2 separate regions of the Sus scrofa genome follow, and region 1 is linked to region 2. The links are chromatin contacts, called in public HiChIP or PLAC-seq maps. All regions are on one chromosome and are shown on one strand. Each heading gives the region's core, a stretch centred on a gene start, on an enhancer-like site or on the middle of the called end of the contact. The rest is flanking DNA. Distances are from core to core; before and after follow the strand shown.

The links. HiChIP or PLAC-seq counts read pairs in DNA pulled down with a chosen protein or histone mark.
Region 1: a contact with region 2 is called in an H3K27ac HiChIP or PLAC-seq map of alveolar macrophages. The contact joins two enhancer-like sites. A contact is called at or near these places in 7 of 47 Hi-C or Micro-C datasets (blood, embryonic fibroblasts, fetal heart ventricle and 3 more) and 2 of 2 datasets of contacts at active chromatin or transcription factors (alveolar macrophages and skeletal muscle).

The regions. Positions count from the first base shown.
Region 1 is chr13:151,591,622-151,598,243 of Sscrofa11.1, forward strand. No RefSeq gene overlaps it. Among named protein-coding and RNA genes, the nearest start is that of CD47, 170 kb to the left of the region's middle. Within about 2 kb of position 4,035, at least 2 of the 83 cell types and tissues checked have an H3K27ac peak or open chromatin away from gene starts, as enhancers often do. A contact at or near this core is called in alveolar macrophages, where this site is marked.
Region 2 is chr13:151,445,460-151,452,254 of Sscrofa11.1, forward strand. It overlaps CD47 (CD47 molecule), which reads left to right. Exons shown (of 9, transcript NM_213982.1): 3 at 6,119-6,208. Among named protein-coding and RNA genes, the nearest start is that of CD47, 19 kb to the left of the region's middle. Within about 2 kb of position 3,567, at least 3 of the 83 cell types and tissues checked have an H3K27ac peak or open chromatin away from gene starts, as enhancers often do. A contact at or near this core is called in alveolar macrophages, where this site is marked.

The DNA.
Region 1 (6,622 bases), core at 2,785-5,284, 150 kb after region 2:
TAAATGAATCCAAGACATAGGATCCTGGGAGTGAAAGCATTCTAAAAATGAAACGTATTTTTATTACTGTCATATGTGGTATCTAGTTCTTTTGAATTGTTCATTAAACTACAAGAGTTTCAAGGACACATGATTATAATAATAGTAACAGCAGCAGCAGCAACAGCTGATACTTGTATGGTGATAATATTGGACTAGATGCAAAAAAAATAATAGTAATTGGTGAAGAAGACATATCCAAGATATTGAATCTGGTAGGCATGGAAACCATAAGAAGCCAAGAGGTGTGATCTGATGTGTCGAGGGAGATGAGGATTGGAGCAATTCAGCCAGACTCAAGGCCAGCCGACAATTCCAGCCAACTGGCAGCCAGCTCCTCTTTAAGGGAGGTACTGATGTGTGTGTGAATGAGAGGATTTCTGGGAAAAGGACTGTGCAGTTTCAAGGTTAGCAATTCAGCGTCCTCTTTTGTGGGGTTTGGAGGGGTGAGCGGTAATGGGAGAAAAGGTTGAGCCCAGCACGTCTTTGTATGCGTTCCAGCCCCTCCCTGGGCCTGGCCCCTCTTAGTTGCCTGTATGACCTCAAGGTGCATTTCAAAGCTTCAAGTCAAGGCTGGGCTCTCACTCTCAGGGTCCTGCTACTTGCGAGGGACTCAACTTGGATCAGAATGCTTCTGCTCCCAGGGGACCCAGTGCACCCGGGTGATGCTAGGAAAGTGCTCAACTTCCTCGTCACTTTAGAAACTGCTCAAGTTTCCCTGTGGCCCACAGCCTTACCACGCCTGATAGCAATAAAGCCAAGAAGCAAATGTTTCTGCCTGTGCCAAGAGAATAATGCTTGTGGAAAGGAAGATTGGATCAACAGCTCTATGTGTAAGAAGATGAGCAGCCGAATGTGATCAGGGACTAGAACATCGTTTTATTAAGAGGAAGTAGATGCCCTTGGTACTTGAAAACTCAAATTTGTTTCCTTAAGAAGTTTTCATTTTCCTTTGCCATGTACATCTGTCACCTACTTGCTGGTACTGATTTTTTTTTTTTTAAGAAAAAATTCAGTGTGTAACTAGGCTACAATGTGTGGGGTTTAATTAATGTTTGGGAAGTATTTTGAGTTGCTTTGATGAAAGACGTTGGCTGCCACTCGGGGCCTTATAGCACAATTTTCCTGGTGATTGTTAAGGTTTTAAAGGAAAATAAAAATTCAACTGGATCTGAAACACCGCTGATGGGTGAGTTTTTATTCAATAAGTTAAAGAAAATAGCACATTAACATCACCTAAGCACGTGAGTTTCTCTATAACACTGCTAAGCTATAACCCAACATATCTGCAGAAGAAAAAAAAAAGATAACAAAGCCCAGAAAAGTAGGTATCAGCTTCCCACCAGGAGATAATTGTTGCCAACTGAATGCCAATACAGGTTCCTGAAGGAAACGCCAATAAAATTACCAGGAGTCAGTACCTGGTGTTTTAGGAAATTTACGTGGGAAAGTTGAATATAGCTACTATCTGAGTCATTTGAGATCAGCAAGGAACAGAACATTTAAGCAGAGCCAAATGTGGGTATAGCAGACATAAACATCTATGTGCTTATGTATGCAAATTAGTATAAACATTTGATAGGCTTTCAAATTATTTTGAGCCGCTTTTCCTTCTCTCTGATGACACCGAAATGTCACAATCTCCAAGCTCTAACCCTTCTTCGAGCACGCCTCAGGGACTTTTGCAGAGTATACTTAACTCTTATTTGAAGCACAGTTCTAACAAGTTTGGTTAGCTGGTTTCTGAATCCAGGACATATTAGAAGCAAGAAACTAGATAAGAGAGGAGGGCCCTGACAGCACCAAAGAGAGATGCAGACACACTTTTCAGATATTTCGTCACCATCAATTCAGTCTGTATGATGTGCACCTGTCTACAAGGTCCGCCAGGTTGGCTGGGGAGCCATCTACCCAGTCAGTCAGCAATTCCGTAACTCCCTGTCGTCCACTCATATCCTCTGTGGGCACTGTCCTGTTATTCCTGGGAAATTCCTTGCTTCCTGGATTGGTGCCCTGTCAGTAAAATTTGGGGCAGGATACAGCCCACCCATCAGAGCATAGGTAGTGCCCAGTCAGTCAAGGGCACTGAGAGTAACCACTGAGCAGCTGTTACACGAGGATCCACTGCACATGGCTCTGAGCCTCACAGTTCAGGGCACTGATTTAAACTGTAGGCTCTGGGTTCAAATCCTATTTCCTAGCTGACTGCTAGGTAAGTAACCCTGCCCAGTTATTCATTCTTCCTGAGCCTCAGTTTTCTCTTCTGTAAAATGTGAATTATAATAGGACCTAACTCAAAAGGTTGTTAGAGGATCACACGAGATAATATCAGGAAAGAAAGCACTCGGAACCTTTCCCAAGCTTGATATACGAGACACTCTGAACTGGAAGAGACCTTAGCAGTCAGCTTAGCCTCACGCTTCATTTTAAAAATAAGGAAAATGGGTTCCGAAGAGGCTAAGTTCAACAGCCAAAAAATATTGGCAGAAAAGCAATCACATACCTAGTCTATACCAGGAACATCATACCTACCATCACTTTCGATCCTCGAAAAACACTGTGAGGTGTTTTTATCTCTGTTTCATGGAAGAAGAAAGCTCAGAGAGGTTCAGTAAGTGGCCAAAGGCCACACAGTATGCATTAGAACTGGGATGCAATCTGAGGTTTGCTTACCTCCAAAATTCATGTCTGTTTCTCTTTACTCTGTCTCAATGTAGCAGGCAGGATTCCTATCTTTTTAGTAACCTCTTTGACACCAGATATGAAATGCTTGAAACAGATCAGAACATGGAATTGCCTTGTGGCTCAGCAGGTTAAGGATCTGGGTTGTCACTTCAGTGGTTCTGGCTACAGCTGTAGTGCAGATTTGATCCTTTGATCCCTGACCCAGCAACTTCTACATTCTGTGGATGCAACCAAAACAACAACAACAAACAAAAAACAAACAACAACAAGAAGTCAGAACATTCCTGAATTTCTACATATGACTAGGAGAGATTGCATTGTATCCTAGGGGTGCTCAGTGGGGCAGTCAATTTTTAGCTGAAGTCCCAATATTAAAATGTTTCTTCCTGGCAAAGGCAGAGAAATATGGCTCTTTCCAAAGCCTTCATGCAGCAGAGAATGCTAATAGAGCAGAGGAACACAGACAGGGCATGGAGGCCATGGTCTGAGCAGACAGAGGCACAGTGCCACGTAAACAAACCCAGAAGAGGCATTTCTTGGCAATTAGAGGCAGTTATATGGAAGAAAGTATTGAGGGAGCCAATCTCCATAGAAATCAGCAGACAAAAGCTGTATCAAAGGGAAATATGAGAAATCACATTAGCGGAGATGGAGGAAAATCTCCAGGTAGTAGTAGCAGAGACAACCAGGGAGCCACCACCATTCTTGCACAGGCTGCCTGTGGCAAAAACAGTGAGGGAGCCAAAGCAAGGACCAGCAGAACCTGGGAGCAGGGGAGTCCTAACCCTATGTTAGCAGCCACTATTCCTCAGTCACAGGAGACCGGGAATGTTTACTGCTCCATAAGGTATCTTTTGCAGAGACAGATGTCATTGATTGCACAGGATCTGAAATTCAGACGGCTAGGTTTGAATCCCAGCTTCACCACTTGCCAGCTGGATGACCTTAGGCAAATTATCTAACCTCTCTGTGGACCTTAGCTTCCTCATTTACAAAATGGGGTCCAAAAACTGTACCCACATCATAGGACTATTAGGAGGATCAAATAAGTGAGTTAGTACATAGGTAGCACTTGGAATAATTCCTGCCGCATCAGGAACGAAATAGGAAGGAAGGGGGCAAAGCACAGGCGTGAAAAGAATGACAGTCATTAAAAAGAACAGGACACCACGAAAACCAGTTAGAATGTGCTAGACTCAAGATGGTGGAAGATTTGACTCCCTGTGGAGCTTGAGCCTCATTATACACTCACTGTAATACATTGGCAGTTATATGACACATCCACAGGCACCATGACAGTTGTGAGGTCAACCGGACAAGGCCAAAAAGTGGGTGGTTCCCCAGTTCCTGGAAATCCTCAACTCTTCTCCAAGATAGACCTTCCCTCTCACTCATCAGCATATGAAATTATCCAGCCCACATAAACTAAGCACCCAGACAACCCAGGGTGCTCTCACTTTCTCAGAGGACCCCCTGCCCTGAGGTTGCCTCCCTCACCTTCTGAGATAGACCACCCACCGTCTATGGAGCGTATATCTCTCTAAATAAACATGCTTCCACTTGGCACCCATCCCAGGGCCTCACTCGAGACCTAGGACATGACCACGAGCCCAATTTTTCCTGCAACAAGAGTTAAGCAAACTTTTTTTTTTTTTTTTTTTTTTCAGGGCCGCACCCACAGCATGGAAGTTCCCAGGCTAGGGATCGAATCAGATCTGCAGCTGCTGGCCTACACCACCACTACAGCAATGCAGGATCCTAGCCTTGTCTGTGACCTACACTGCAGCTCACAGCAATGCCGTATCCTTAACCCACTGAGCGAGGCCAGGGATCGGACCCATGTCTTCATGGATACTAGTCGGGATCATTATTGCTGAGCCGCCACAGGCACTCAGTAAATCTTACCTCAAAGGGTTGATTAGAGGATGAGGTAGGATTCGTGCCTGGCATAGAGTAAATAATCAAGGCTCACTTTTACTCTATATTTGTATGTATTTAGATCTCACAGGCTTGGGGCACATGTACTGTTGAATTCATAAAGTCCCAGGCTATGAGACTTGGTAGAGTTGTAGGTGGATATGTGGCCCGGGGAGACTCTACCATCAAGATTTGAGGACACAGAGAAGGCAGGCTCACTCCCCTCTGCCACCCACCCTGGTGAAGATTTCTGCCTGCTGCCTACAGTGTAACCCACCAATAGGAGATTACGCTGTGGTTTCTTTTTCTGATGCCACTGGTAATTAAAGGACAATAACCACAAAGCAGGCTTCAGCATTCTCTTCTGAAGAATCACATGGATTAAAGGCCACCACGGATCCTCTCTCATAAACCTCTTTGAAAATTCTCCCTAAGAGAGTAAGCGCTGACCTGCTGCGGAAGAAAGAGGGGGACCCTGCACAATACTAGCCAAAGGCACTTTATTTTAAAGATCATAATTGATCCTAATGGGCAAAAGCTGAAAAAAGTGAGATTCTTAAAAGTAGCCCGAAAACACACTGTCTTTGCTCCAGTCAATTGAGATTCGGAACGAGATTCATCCAAAGGCCACCCTCCGACTGGTGATTTACATGGTCTGAGTTAAATAATAAAAACAGCAACAGGGAAGCTCAATGGAAAAAAAAAAAATTGCTTTCTCTGCTGCCTCAACGAGAGAGGGGAGAGCTAAGCAATATGATCCCCAGAGAAAGTAGGAGAATGTGGGTTGCCTGTTGAGGGGGTTGGGGAGGAGAAACAGGTGAATTTGGCTTCGACTTAACGCAAGAGGTATTGAAATTATCAAGAAGCAAAGGAAGCCGTGGCAGCCTGAGGTCCATGAGGAATAAAGTGATATGCAACCCTGTAGAAAATAAGACGCCAGTATAAGGTGTGCTGTTTCTGATGAGCACTTTAAACCTACTGCACCACAGGTCCAAAGGCAAAGCACTTGTGATACTAAATAACCTACATTTAAAACATCCAGTGTGGAGTGTCTTTTACTTTAAAAGAAGCAGGTTCACGTTCCCGGGCTGTGTTTAGATGCCTATGTGATTGCTTTGGTCTTGGCGAGTGACACCACCAGACCGGTTGATGCTCCTGACCCAAATCAGATGAGATCAACTCCTTGGTGAAACCCCTCTTTGGGGTTGAGGCACACATGTTTCTCAGAACTTTCACACACGTTGAAACAGTGCATGGCCAGCCAGACAGTCAACCGATTCAGATAGGCAATTTACAAATCCCTCTAGAAGATTCCACAGGGTACAGTCTGGCTCTAGTGGAAACCTAATTTAAAGTGATTCCCAGATGACCAGCCTGGAGCCATTCTGTCCTGAATACAGAGAACCCCGGGGGTTGTGTGTCTTTCTTCTGACATGACTATCAGCCACTTTGATTCCTCCTGGCAAGAGAAGTAGAACTGAAATTTGTGCAAATCCTCCTTTCCACATAATGAAGCATTCCATAAACGGAACATCTCAGGACTCAATTATAAAGGCCAAATTGCTATTTTACTCACTAAGATAAATAGCTCTGGTCTCATCAATCTTGCCCTTTGTAATTTACTTTATCTCCTAGACAACTCACAGTAACTCCGCCAGGAAAGTATTTGTTCCAGTCAGGGATCTGTTGGTCACAGGTAACAGAAACTCAGTTCAGCCCAAGAAAACACGGAGGAACAGGGGTAGGGTGGTTATTGTAAAGTTGTAGCACAGTCCCACGGGAATCTAGAAAAATTAGGTCTCAGGACTGACAAAAGTGAGGGGCCCAGAGACCTGTCACTCTCTACTTCCCTCCCTTGAGTCAAGTGCCCACTGGTCTGAGCATTTAGAGTCAGAATCAAGAGGTTAGATGACGATGCCCAATTATCAGGGCTAAGAGGCAGCTTGCCAGAGGAGAGGGATCAAGCAAAGCATGACCCCCA
Region 2 (6,795 bases), core at 2,317-4,816:
ACAAGCTGAGGCATAGGTCGCAGATGCAGCTTGGATCCCTTGTTACCGTGGTTGTGGCATAGGCAACAGCTGCAGCTCTGATTTGACCCCTAGCCCAGGAACTTCTATGTACTGCAGGTACAGCCATAAATATAAAAGTAAAATAAAATAAAAGTTCTGTTCAAGTTTAGCAAAGTTGTCACTTCTGTTATTATCAACATGATATACGTTGTGTTCATAATGTTGACATGAAGGCATTTCAAGATTCTTGTGTTAGTTTTCTAGTTGTGTACTAATAACTACAAATGTTGCAGCTTTAAACAACACCTATTGATTAGCTCACCATTTTGTAGGTCATAGTTCTGGTCATGGGATGGCTGGGTTCTCCATTCACTCTTAAAGGGCTAAAATCAAGGTATTAGCCAAGCTGTCTTCTCACCTGGGGCTCAGGGTCTTGTTCCGAGTGCACATGATTGTGGCAGAATTCAGTCCCTGGTGATTGCATGGCTGAGGTCCCTGTTTCTTTGCTAGAGGTCTGATGAAGGGATCTCTTAGTTCCTATGGGTTGTTCCCATTCCTTGCCACACAGCATCGCTCACATTTAAAGCCAGCTAGGGAGAATCTTCCTTTTGTTGAATCCCTCTGACATGTTGAATTTCCTCCTAGAAAGATCCCAGACCTTTTTAAGGACATATTAGATCTTCCCCCTGTCCTTTAAGAATAATCACCCTTTCTCTAATCTACCTGGGAAGCAAAGATTTTATTTTACCAAAATAATTGACTGTGCTTCACTTCGTCCTTTTTAGGTTTCAATTATTTAAGAAAACCCAACCTTCTCAATATTAAAAGAGCTGTTTAGTTCACAATTCTGTAAACTTCTAAATTTGCCTTTAATATATTCTATTATCATACTGGTTAAATAGATAATTAAGTGTTATTTTTTAATAATCTGTGATCCTATTCAGTCAAATGTTCAAATCTTTTGACATTTTAACAACCTCCCCAAATAAAATTCCAAATGAACACTTTTTGACCTCAAAGAACTTTGAGATTTCCCATAGGATTCTTAGAAAATTTCAAAGGATTTGCCTCTGACCCTGTAAAAGAGAGATGTTAAACTAATTATGTTTATTAGGTATATTAAGTTACAAAGAAAGCATTGTCAAATAAGTGATGATAAACCTTCTTAGGTTGTATTTGTATCCATGCAGGTTATTAATTTAAGTGTTCCAGAAAGTGTACGAATTTTTAAAATCTCATGTTCTAATATAATGTCAACAGTCATAATTCCAGTTATTCTCTTAAGATATTGTTTTCACTGAAATTAAAAAAAAAAAAGAATGATCACCCTTTCTCAAAGTCAACTGATTTGGGACCTTAATTGCATTCAGCAAAATCCCTTTTGCCACATGACACAACGTAATCGTGGGAGTGAAATCTTTCCTCTTCATACCCCATCCCCCTTCAAGGGGAGGGAATTATAAAAAGCTGATGGAGGGGGTGGAGGGGGTGGGGTGGGGGTGGTGGTGGCAGGGTTTGAGGGGGCCATCTTAGAATTCTGGCTTTGATTAAATAATTGGGGACTATATCCTAGCCAAGTCAGTATATTTAAAAAACCCCATCACAATCCTGAAGCATCAAGAAAATTGCAGCTTGAATTTTAGTGTCAGAAATTTTATTGTGATCTTCTTTTATGGAAATATAGTCTCTGTGTAGAGGTTACCCATGTATGTATTTGAAAAAGAGGCACACTCAGTTGATTAGAGTGATTTACTGGCTCTTTCAGGCCATCCCATTTTGTACACAGAGATAAGAGAAATGAGATCCTGGGTTTCTATAATATTTAGACTTGGAAGCAAAATTTCAGCACTTACCCATAAGCCACATCTTCTTTGCCTCTCACCTCAGGAGTTTATTTTCCTGGGAGCCGCTCTACCTGACCAGGAATTGGAGAGTAATGGACATGGTTGTCAGCGATAGCTTTGGTGGAGTAAGAGTAAGATGTCCTTGGATCATCTTTCTTAATCCTGAGGTGGAGAAATATCTGCTATTGTACTTAGTCCATTTTAAACTTTATTTTTGCAGTGCCATCGAAGCTTGGAACTAAAAGGAACCTTAGAGAAGTTCTTGTCTCCCTCTCCCCTAGGGAGACAAAAGTTAATCATCTGACAATACTACCATAACAAATCAGTAGCTTAAAACCATATACATAGTTTTGTATAAAACTTTGTGTTTTTCTCCAGTATCTCATCCAATACTTGAATATCCAATTCAGTTATCCTCAAACTTTTCCTACTGTAACAAATTGTTCATGTCAGTGAGAGAAGATAGATTATAGCAGGGAGCTGCAGCAGTGAATTTAAACTGAGAGAATCATGGATACTGCCCTCCCCTCCCCACCTACCCCCCACAAAATCACTGGGGTAGAAGCTGAGAGGGGAGAGTATGTGAAGTTTAATTCTGAAATTCTGATAAGCTCCAGTGAAGAATCACTTAGACAATAATTTTTGTTCTGTAATTTCACCCTCTGTCACTGAAATATCTCTCACTATTATTTCTACATAGAGGTGTAGAGTCAGCTATTAGTCATCTAGTCTGTATCCCCATCTAAACCATGAATTGGCTCTCTCACACTCCAGGTAGTTGGTCATTCAAACTTTTTACGTAAACGCTAGACTTAAACACTTGACGTGATGAGACTGTTACTTCCCAAAGGATTTTAGTCTATTATCGGGCAGTTCCCATTCTTCCTAGAGTCAAGCTAAAACTTGCAACCCTGTAATTTCTCACTCACTAGGAGGGCTGTGGTATTTCTCTTCCAAGTTTATTCTCCTCTAAGGTAAAAATCCCCAGTTCTTTCCACCGTTGCTCACGGTTTCAGGATCCCCATTCTAGTCACTTTCCTTTGAAACAATTTCCCTGTTATGTCTTTAAATGTGATAAGTAAAACTGAACTCAGGACTGCATTTGTGGGCCATGTCCTAACTTTCCTGCTACTGCCTGATTCTGCACTACCTTTTCTGATAGATCCTGCTTCTCTGTAATCCATTCCCTTCATAGCTGCCAAAGAAGAGTTTAAAGAAACTAGGTCATTTTTCTTCCCTATTTGAGGCCTTCTGATTACTTGTCATCGCTTGTAGAATAAAATATCCAAGCTTGCTTTCTTTTTTCTTTGCTTTTTTATTTTATTTTATTTTTTTAGAGCCACAGTGGTGGCATATGGAAGTTCCCAACCTAGGGGACGAATTGAAACTACAGCTGCCGGCCATAGCCACAGCAACACCAGATCCAAACCACATCTGCAACCTACACCACATCTTATGGCAATACCAGATCCCCAACCCTGTGAGCAAGGCCAAGGGTTGAACCCACATCCTCACAGATACTAGTTGGGTTCGTAACCCGCTGAGCTACAGCAGGAACTCCCCAGGCTTCCTTAACTCTTAAGACTCAACATGATCTTAACCCCAGCAAACTCTTTCCATCTCATCTGCTATCATTAAATTCTAGCCACACTCCCCTTGTGAATCGTTCAGTTCTCAAACTTGCAGTTCCTTCCTTGTATCTTCTTCCCTCTCTTCACATGACAAGCTCCTCCAATCTGAGGCTCAGAGCCAGTTCCTCTCCCCAGAGGCCTCTCTTTACTACCCACAAGAGGCTGTTCTTCAACCTCTCTCCCTCCTCAAGCTCATGGCCCCAACTGGCTTATTCAATTTTGAACCCCAGATACTTAGAAAAGCACCCTACCCTTAGTGGTCTTTCAATACATATTTGTGTAATAAGTGAGAAATGAGTGCTCAGACCCGGTCAAATACACTCTTATTTTCACTCATAGATTGCTATTAATATATCCTAAGACTGTTGAAGATGTCCCATTGTATATAGAGGGAGACCAGTGCAAGAACATTTCATTGTCAGCCTTTCTGGAACACAACATCAGATCCTGGCTGTATTTTGAAGGTAGCGACCACATGATTTACTTTCAGCCCAGAGTCGGGGAGTGAGAGAAACCAAGGGGTCAAGGATGAGTCCAGGGTTTTGGAGACATGGAGTCACCGCTACGGAAATGGGGAAGACTGTGGGGGGATTGGTGGAGGCATAGGGCGTGGAGTGTCAAGAGTCAGTTTGGAACGTGGTAGTTTAAGGCACTGGCGACCTTTAATTCACTGTGCTTCGGTTTCCTCAAAGATGAGGGGTTAATTAATCCTCATAAAATAATTGGAATAATTTAAAGAGTTAATGTATACAACTCAAAATAATAAAACAAGCAGAGAAAAATAAGTTGCCTAAGAATAGTCATTAGATCATAGAGCTTTTACCAAATCCTTTAGGCATTAGATATGAAAACCTGAGAGTGATTCATGAAGGTCTTTCCTGGTAGGATTTTAGACTGAATTGAAATGAGTTATCTTTGGTATAGGAAGGTTCTCAGTAGTTCAGTTGGAAATGAAGGTATTAATTCAGAATATCTGAAGACATCTGTCTCTTGGTAGAAATCTGCAACCATGAGAGCATTCCTCTCCCCACCCTGCAAAAGACTGTCTTTCATCCTATGACCTTTGGAACTTTTAGCTATAAACCAATTGAATCTCCACTATGTGTAGGGCAGAATGGCAGATTATGGAAAGGGAATACCTAAAAGATGGAATTTATAATGTTATAGTCTAGGGATCATTGTGAACATTTACCAGAGTTTACCATTCTAATCTTAACACAAGAAATGCATGGTTGGCATTATTGTATGAAAGTCCACGAGGTTCCTTACATGCTGATATGGAGTCTGAGCAGTGGAAAATTTGAAAGGGTTAATTTTAGAGGGACACAAGTGCTTGGTTTGAGCAGCATTTAGAAGTGTTCTTCACATAGAGACTTCCTTCTATATAGGCAAACTTTGAAATGCTTTCAGTGCATTTATTTGGCTTTATTGTTAGAGAAGAAATTTCACAGGTAAAATTATGGTCTTGAGAGTTGATAAGAGGCAATTAAACTTAATTTTTAAAAAGTTCTCAACAGGAGTTCCCATCGTGGTGCAGTAGAAATGAATCCGACTAGGAACCATGAGGTTGCGGGTTCAATCCCTGGCCTCGCTCAGTGGGTTAAGGATCTGGAGTTGCCGTGAGCTGTAGTGTAGGTCACCAGCGCAGCTTGGATCTGGTGTTGCTGTGGCTGTGGTGTAGGCCGGCGGCCACAGCTCTGATTAGACCCCTAGCCTGGGAATCTCCATATGTGGAGGGTGCGGCCCTAAAAAGCAAAAAAAAAAAAAAAGTTTTCAACAAATCTTATTTGATATCTTAATGTCACAGTTTCCTTTATATAGACTGTATAGTTATAGTCTCATTCTCTCGGTAACTTGTGATCCACTTAATAGAAGCTTCCTTAATACCCAGAATCTCTGGTGTTACTTTACATGTAAACAGTCATTTGAAGCCTAGTTATTCATAAATATATTTTCTATTCCAGAGTAAGTTTGAGAAAAGCTAAGGCTCACATCTATCTTGGTTTCAGTCAGAATAAGGTAAAGGTACCCAGTTGTACAACTTCCTCACTTTGATACGCTGAGTCAGTTTTTGCAGAAAGACTTCATTGTTGGTTTAAAGTACATTCCTGGCACACTGCACATACAGATATTTACCATAGGAATGACAACTAATAATTGTAGTTAATGTTTACTGTGCACTTGGTAAGTGCCAAGTTTTGCTTTAGGCCCTCTGCATGTATTAACTCTTAATAATCACAGCAGTCAAGCTGTACCAGTGTAACAGCTGAGGACCCTGAAGAGCAGAGAGGTGTTAATACTTTGTCCAAGGTCACAGAGATTCTAAGTTAGGGTTGGGTTTCAAAGCCAAACACTGTGGCTGCAGAACCTTGTTTTCAGCTCCTGTACCACACTACCTTCTTCCACAAATCAGAAGTTAGGGAAAATGTGATACAAAACACTTAAACAACTAGTTTCTTTTTTCATAAGTAAAATGCGCTATATAAGTAGATTACATATGTAATTTGTTTTAAGGCTAAAGTTTTAATTAATTATTTTTATTTCTCCATTTTCACAATGAAGTGTATTGTTGACCCTTCACTGGCAGGAGTTAAAGTGATTATAATAAATGTTAATTGTGATTTTTGTCTTCTTTCTTCCCAGTTTCATGGTTTTCTCCAAATGAAAATATCCTCATTGTTATTTTCCCAATTTTGGCTATACTTCTGTTCTGGGGACAGTTTGGTATTTTGAGTAAGTATTTATTTCTATTTTTCATTTATGTTTTGGTGGTTAAATAATTATTTCTGGGAGGCAGTATTAGTGAAATATTGTATTTAACCAGATTGTATTAAAAAGTATGTTAATGGGATAAATGAGACTATATAGTCAGTATTAATATTCTCCTTGAAGTCTATATTTACCCTCATAATTTGCAGCAGTTTACTTTTAATAGTCCTAAGAAGGTTTTTTTTTTTTAACTTCTTCAGAATGAATATTGGGACTCCTAATAATAACAATACTTTTAACTCAGCTGGTTTTAATGTTTTTTTTTTTAATTTTTTTTTGTCTTTTTTTTTTTTTTTTTTTTTTTGCTATTTCTTGGGCCACTCCCGCAGCATATGGAGGTTCCCAGGCTAGGGGTTGAATCAGAGCTGTAGCCACCGGCCTACACCAGAGCCACAGCAACGCTGGATCCAAGCCACGTCTGCAACCTACACCACCACTCACGGCAACGCCGGATCGTTAACCCACTGAGCAAGGGCAGGGATCGAACCCGCAACATCATGGTTCCTAGTCGAATTCGTTAACCACTGCGCCACGACGAGAACTCCGGTTTT